Regions from separate parts of the Rattus norvegicus genome. Here region 1 is linked to region 2. A link is a contact called in public Hi-C data. All regions are on one chromosome and are shown on one strand. The core of a region is the stretch at or near the end of the contact, and the rest is flanking DNA. Distances in the headings are between cores, read along the strand shown. Region 1 holds the start of Lyrm7 (LYR motif containing 7). Region 2 holds the start of Rapgef6 (Rap guanine nucleotide exchange factor 6).

Evidence for each region. A called contact is a pair of places that touch in the nucleus more often than the background predicts.
Region 1: a Hi-C map of kidney shows a contact between it and region 2, with 4 times the contacts expected there. The contact joins the promoter of Lyrm7 here to the promoter of Rapgef6 in region 2. A contact is called at or near these places in 3 of 12 Hi-C or Micro-C datasets (kidney, mammary epithelial cells and psoas muscle).

What each region holds. Positions count from the first base shown.
Region 1 is chr10:39,482,164-39,485,374 of GRCr8, reverse strand. It overlaps Lyrm7 (LYR motif containing 7), which reads left to right and starts at 1,402. Exons shown (of 5, transcript NM_001134729.1): 1 at 1,402-1,438. The coding sequence starts at 1,421.
Region 2 is chr10:39,154,789-39,158,531 of GRCr8, reverse strand. It overlaps Rapgef6 (Rap guanine nucleotide exchange factor 6), which reads right to left and starts at 1,909. Exons shown (of 28, transcript NM_001107003.1): 1 at 1,680-1,909. The coding sequence starts at 1,748.

The sequences.
Region 1 (3,211 bases), core at 153-2,652, 330 kb before region 2:
TGCATGTGGTGTCTTTGGAGGACAGAGTGTGTGTGTGATCCCCTAGGACTGGAGTTCAGACAGTCGTTAGCTGCCATATGGGTGTTGGGAACTGATCCCAGGTCCTCTGGAAAGAACGGCGGTGTTCTAATGCTTTGTGCCAGCTCTAAAGCCATCAATATAGAATATAACAATTTCTAAAATTGACAATTATCCTTCTGTCCTCATAAAGACTTGTTAGGCATGGTATTACACATTTGTAATCCCGGCCTTGGGGAGAGAGAGATGGGAAGATCTCTGAGACCAGGTCAGCCAGTCCAGCCTAACTAGTGAGTTCTGGGCCAAGTCTAGGTAGAAAGCATTCCTGAGGAAAGGTACAGGTTTGGTGGTTGACAACTTTTATTCCAGCACTCCAGAGGCAGGCAGATCTCTGTCTGAGGCCAGCTTGATCTATATAGCAAGTTCCATACCAAACAGGGTTATAGTGACTCCCTGCCTCAAAACCAGACTTTTTTCTCTTTTTGTTTTTTGATTGACATAGTCTCATATAGTCTAGACTGGGGCTGTCCTTGAATTCCTGATGCTCTTGACTTTACCTCCCAAATACTAGGTTTGCAAGTATGTCCCACCACATCCAGCTTAATCTTAATAAACAGCTAATTTTACCTAAAAGTAGCCTAAAATGTTACAGTAATGTTGAAGGCAAACGGTTGTGAAATAGGAGCAAGGTGGAAATTTTTATCCATGCCTGCAAGTCCTAAGTTAAAATGCATATAAATGTTTTATGGTTATTACTATGAAGCTTCTAATAAATTATTTCCTACTTCAACAAAACCAAAGAACGGGGCAAGATAAGTAGGGCAACAATGCAGAGGGGAGGAGACTCTGGGATCAAGCGTGTGAATTCGAGCAGGCAACTCGACCACACCTTCTGGGGGAATAATTAAGTGAATGTACAAACAGAACGTTCAGGATTCAGCGTTCTGATATGTATGGACTGTAGTTGTTAGGATTTAGCATTTGTTTGCTCACGTTTCCAAGCAGTCAGTCTCAGCCGGGAAACGTTAAAATAAAGACACTTAAGAGACGACCCACGCCCTTAAACAAGAGATAAAAACGAGCAGGTTCCGAAGCCACCCATTAATAACCGTTGTGCGCGCGCGCCACACTAGGCGCGGCGGAAGAGACTCTGCCCTTAAAAGACATGGCTTCCCGGTTACTTCCGTCTTCCTGTCCATAATTTGGCTCCGCGGCTTCTCGCGGTTTTATACTTGGATTTGCTTAGCAAACGTCTGGCCTTCCTTCTGCGGGGAGGGCGGACTAAGAAGGATATACTGCATTCTGATTGGTTGCTATGCGGAGCGTCTCCGGCTGTGCCCGGGCCGTGATTGGTTGCCAGGAGGGGGCGGCTTCAGAGGCGGAGTCAGCGGCGTGGGCAGCCATGGGTCAGCCAGCCAAGGTGACAGGCCCGGGAAGAGGGTGTAGGGATGCTTGAGGCTCAAGACCCCGGCAAGGGAGGGAGGCGACCCCGAGGGCTGAGAGTGGAGGAGGGTAACAACCTTCAGGGGTGATGAGTAGTAGAGGGTGACGATTTCGAGGGTATTGAGATGACCCGATGGACCGTGAATGGAGGAGGGTGAAAGCCATGTAGGAGACTGAGTGGTGAGGATGACTACTGCGAAGGACGGTAGTGGAGAAGGGGGACAGTAAGTGAGGAGGGAGAGGATCACGAGGAGCGGTGAGCGGAGTGGGGTGAGAGCTACATGGGACAGTGAATGAGGAGGATGCCTGGACTATGAAAGGTGGTGAATAGAGGTGACTGGTGACCATAAACCGATCATCTTTGCCTTTTTTTTTTTTCTATTCTTTTTTTTCGGAGCTGGGGACCGAACCCAGGGCCTTGCGCTTGCTAGCCAAGCGCTCTACCACTGAGCCAAATCCCCAACCCCCATCTTTGCCTTAATAAAGAAGTCCTGCAGTAGGAAGATTATAAACAATTAATAAAATCGGAAGAAGTCCTTCAAATTAATAAACAGCATGTTTTGTGAACCTATAACTAGGATTTAACTTACTTAGAGGAACACAAAAGTCTCTAGAGGGGGAGAGGGAGCGTTGCTGAGCCTACTTGTTCATGGCAACATAGATCTTGTCTCGAAATAAAAGAATCACAAGGACAAGGCAAAGACCTGAAGTTTGATTAAGAATTTGGAGGAGCCCACGCTGGCTTCCAATCCACATCAATCTTCATGCTAAGTGCTGGGATTATAACTGAATCACTACACCCAGCTACTTTTTGCATCTGAAAAGAAGTTTCTTAGTAGGTCTGGTTGTATTTTAACTTACAGTTGGAGCCCTTGATTAGCCTTTTCAAGGCTCTGGCCTCCATGCCCAACACTGCATAAATAATAAGTAAAAAATATTATTTATTCACTTCAATGTAATATTGGTTTTAATATTCTTGTGGTAATAAAGATCACATTTTCTTTTAAGATAATTTATTATTATTATTTTATGTGCATGTGTGGTACTCAGCAAGGCCAGGAGAGGGAGTCAGATTCCCTGGAACTGAAGTTACAGGGAGTTGTCAAGCTGCCATGTGGCTGATGGGAAGAACCTTGGTCTTCTGTGAGAGCAACCAGTGCTTTAACCTCAGAGCCATCTCTCCAGCCCCCATTTTCTTTATATTGGGATAATGGTCTTAAATTAGTTGTGGTGTTTTGTATTAATGGTTATCCCCCCTCCTCACCCACAAGAATTACTACTGGGTTTGCAGGTGTGTGCCTAGACACCTAGTCTGTGTGTGTGTGTGTGTGTGTGTGTGTGTGTGTGTGTGTGTGCGTGCGCGCGCATGCGTGCGTGCTGCCCTGTATTTTCATGGGTTCTGAGGATCCAAACTCTGGTCTTTACTCTTGCAGAATCACTGAGCCATCTCCCTAGCCCTAAATCTAAAGTGGATTTTCTATCTTTTTTTTTTCTTTTAAATTTATGTGCATTGGTGGTTTTTTTTTTTGCCTGCATTCATGTCTGTGTGAGGATGTCAGATCCCCTGGATCTGCAGTTGCAGACAGTTATGAGCTTGCTCGTGGGTGCTGAGGATTGAACCCAGATCCTCCAGTAGAAGAACAAGTGCTCTTAACCGCCGAGCTACCTCTCCGACTTCGAGACTTTCAGACATGTATATCAGTCTTAGGTTCATTCCGATTCCGTCCCCTCCAGTTTCTCAGCTGTCCTC
Region 2 (3,743 bases), core at 660-3,159:
CATCCTTATACAAGCAAAGTGTTGACAAGTTATGGTTCCAGGTTTCTGTGAGCTACACAGGGACATCCATTTTAATTCAACAACAAAGTCAAGTTACAAAGGACAATAGGAACAACTTTATTTTAACTATTATCTAGCTTATTTTCCCTTTCCCCAATTCTCCTTATCCTATTATTGGAAATAGCCATGACTAGTTAGCAATTTACTTATTTATCACCTACCTTCTCGGTTCCTTAATCCATCAGAATGTAAGTACTGTACGGACTTGTTTATTTTGTCCACTAAAATCTTCTATTGTACAAAACAGAATCCTGAACAGGTTGTCAATAATTACCAAATTAATATATTTATAACAAACCCTTAAGAGTCTACTAAGAGGGGGTTGGGGATTTAGCTCAGTGGTAGAGCGCTTGCCTAGGAAGCGCAAGGCCCTGGGTTCGGTCCCCAGCTCCGAAAAAAAGAACCAAAACAAAAAACAAAAAAACAAAAACAAAAAAAAACAAAAAACAAAAAACAAAAAAAAAAAGTCTACTAAGAGAATCTTCTGACAGCACAACCGAACTTGTGAGAATTTCACGGAATTCTTTGTCAAAATAAACCATCATTAGCACTCTGGATAATGATTTATTAGTAGCCCAAATTCTACACTCATTGAAAAATACAGCCAATGAATCCAAGCAGTTAATATTCCCTTCAACAATGTTGCTCTTCCAGTAAAACGAGATAAAAGTCCTCAACGCAGCACACATGACCAAGCGTAACTTCCCCAACAGTTCAGAAAACTTCCTCTGCTTAAAAAGACTCAATTTCAAATTAAATAATTCGGTACCTGAAGAGAAACAGTTTCCCCTCATTACCTAAATAATGTTCGTAAACAAAACTTAGAATGCACATTACAATAATCATCACCACAGAAAAGCTGATTCATGAATTATAAGTGGGAAAAGGATTATAAGTGGGGAAAAAGTAACCCCTGGAAAGGGGGAGGCAGGAGTTCCTACGCAAAGATCAAGGTTTCAATAAGCAAACTGGACTCATCACAGTTTCAGTAATGGCTATAACAAATTCATGTCCCAGAGTGTTTGCCCCAAGTTTCTGAGACTTTCTATGCAAAGCACTATAAATCTGAAACTCGAGTGACTAAGAATTAAAGCATTTCATTTCAATTACTGCAACTTCAAACAAGACGACTCATTGCATTTTACATCGCTGTTGGAATATTTTTTTTCTTTTGGTATAATATACACACAGCCACTAAAATTACAGAAACGTCTTCAAACCAAGAAAACTTACCAAACATTCTTAAGTTTCCCACGGACAGTTTGAAAAAGTACCTAGGGAACCACTCAACACGCATCACCCGCCACGGAACTTAATGTCTGACTTACGCAGTCTGATACGGACATTGGAAACCTGTCTTTTGCGGGCAACTGTGAAGTATCTGAGAGCACGGCACGCACGGGCTGTAGTATGAACTGTCTGTTACACATTACAATTCCCAGCCTGTTTCTCAGCCCACCTGAGCACACACAAACTCAGAAGCCAGTCAACAGTAACGGTGCTTTCTTATCAGAGGTACAAGGAAGTCCCCGGCAGGAAGCGGCAGGAAAGGTGCTCATCAGCCCGCGCGACCACGGCCAGGTCGGGGCCGATCGGTGCTCGCCAGTGCCCGGCCTTACCTCAGGAGTCCGCTCCGGCGGCTTCTTCCTCAGTGCCTGCCGAGCGCCAGGGTCCACGGGCGAGTTCATGTCCGCAGCCACACGCTCCTCAGCCTGCGTCTAGCTGCCCATTCTCCTAACCCGGGTGTGCGCCGGCCCCAACGGGAGGGAAATGAGAACTGTCGCAGGGTCCAAACTCAAGCAAACAAGTCTTCGCAACGCCCGCCCAGGGCCTCAGCCCACGCGCGACTGGCCAGAAAGACGCCTGCGCGGGGGCGAGAGAGGACGAGAGCGCAGGCGCACAACGAGCACGGTAACGCCCGCCTAGCCGTGACGTAAAGACTTGGGCGTGGAGGGGGCGGGGAATGAGCGGCTTGGATTTCGTCGCGAGAGTCGGTCGCAGGATTGTAGTTTCCGCATACCCAGCTTCCGGTTAAGATTCCGGAAATGCTACGAGGGCGTCGCCAAAAATAGACTACCGGGCAGAGCTGTGGGGTAGGTGCTCTGGCTTAGCGCCCAAGTCCGGAAGCCGAGGGGCTCTTATGGCCCCGCGGAAGTCGAGGCTGCCATTCAAGAAGCGGGGAAGCCCACGCACCGCCGCCCAAGCCACGGGTCTCGAGGCAGTACTCGTGCACCCAACCCACTGCTCCCTTGCAGTGTATTCTACGCGACTTTGAAAAGCAGAAACAAACCACGAAATCGCTAGTGAAAGCTGCCTCCAAAAAACATAAACAAATGTTCTGAAGACTAGAGATATATTTCAAAGGGTAGCCTGCTGGCTTAGCATGCACCAGATTGTCCTGGACTTGATGATGGAGAATGCCTAAGCGCTGTGTGCATAATTGTAGGATCTTTAAAGGGTTTATGACCTAAAAGCCTCAGGGGACTAAGGAGCTCCTGATAGGAAAGTTGACAGATAACACCTGTGGGCTGTCAAAATCCTTGACACTTCTGAGATCAATACACCAACCTCTTCTTGGTATTTAGCACTTTTAGACTGTTGGGGAACTGACCCGCAGGTGAAATCTTGTATCCCACAAGTTTTTTTCTCCGTTCTATAAAACTCACAAGCCCTCTGTACCACCTGTGCAGCCTCCACTCCCGTGAGAAACTTGTGTCTCTTGTTCTGATTATAGGACAAAACTTCCGTGGAGGTAGATCTGTTCTTATTTCCAATTGCCTCCAACAATCCTGAGCTAACATCCTTGACTAAAGCTCGGTGGACAGCGAGAGCGAGTGGGTGGGGCTGCTTTAACCTAAGCAGTAGGAGCAAACCTTTCCACCCCTTCCTCCTCAAGCAGCTAGGTTTAAAGTTGCCTGGAGCCAAGGGATGAGTGGTTTTGTATTGAATTTTACATTCTAGTCTAACAAGCTTCAGTTTCTTTACTTGTTCTTTGGTGAGAAAAACTGCAAAAACTGAGTAACAGTTATTATTTCTGTTGTGATAAAAGTAACCCTAGAGGGTTTATTTTGGCTCACAGATTGAGCTGGAACTAACAGGAGGCTGTCAATCACTGGACATCAGTGCAGGGAACTGAACTCTGGCCCCCTCCCACTGCACTACTTGCTCTTAAACCACAGAGACATCTCTGCAACCTACTGTTTATTATTTTAAATGTTTCTTTTGTGTGTGGCATGTGCCACTGTGCTCATGGTGGCATCTTAAAGGAGTGTGTTTTTCTTTCACCATCTGGGTCCTGGGGATCAAACCCAGATTATCTTGGTAGCAAGTACCTTTTCTGGCCATGCCATGGTGGCAGGGGTGTCAAGTGGCTGTTCACTTTGTCCACGGGCAGGTAATAGCACATTACCCCAGGCCCAGGAGACAAAAGAGTGGGTTTTTCCTAACTTCATTAGAAGCTTCCTTTTAGACATGCTCAGAGATTTCTCTCCTTGGGGGAATTCTAGAGTCTGTCAAATTGACTATCAGTGTTAACCAGCGCAGGCTATTTCAACAGTAAAGGCTGACTTTCAGAATTCCAGAATCCATAATTTTGGGAGTTATTTTGCACTGTTTTTATCAAAGCATAGGTGGGCCACCCTAGTCACACCATTCCTTGTGAACCTCCACCTTCTGACATTTCA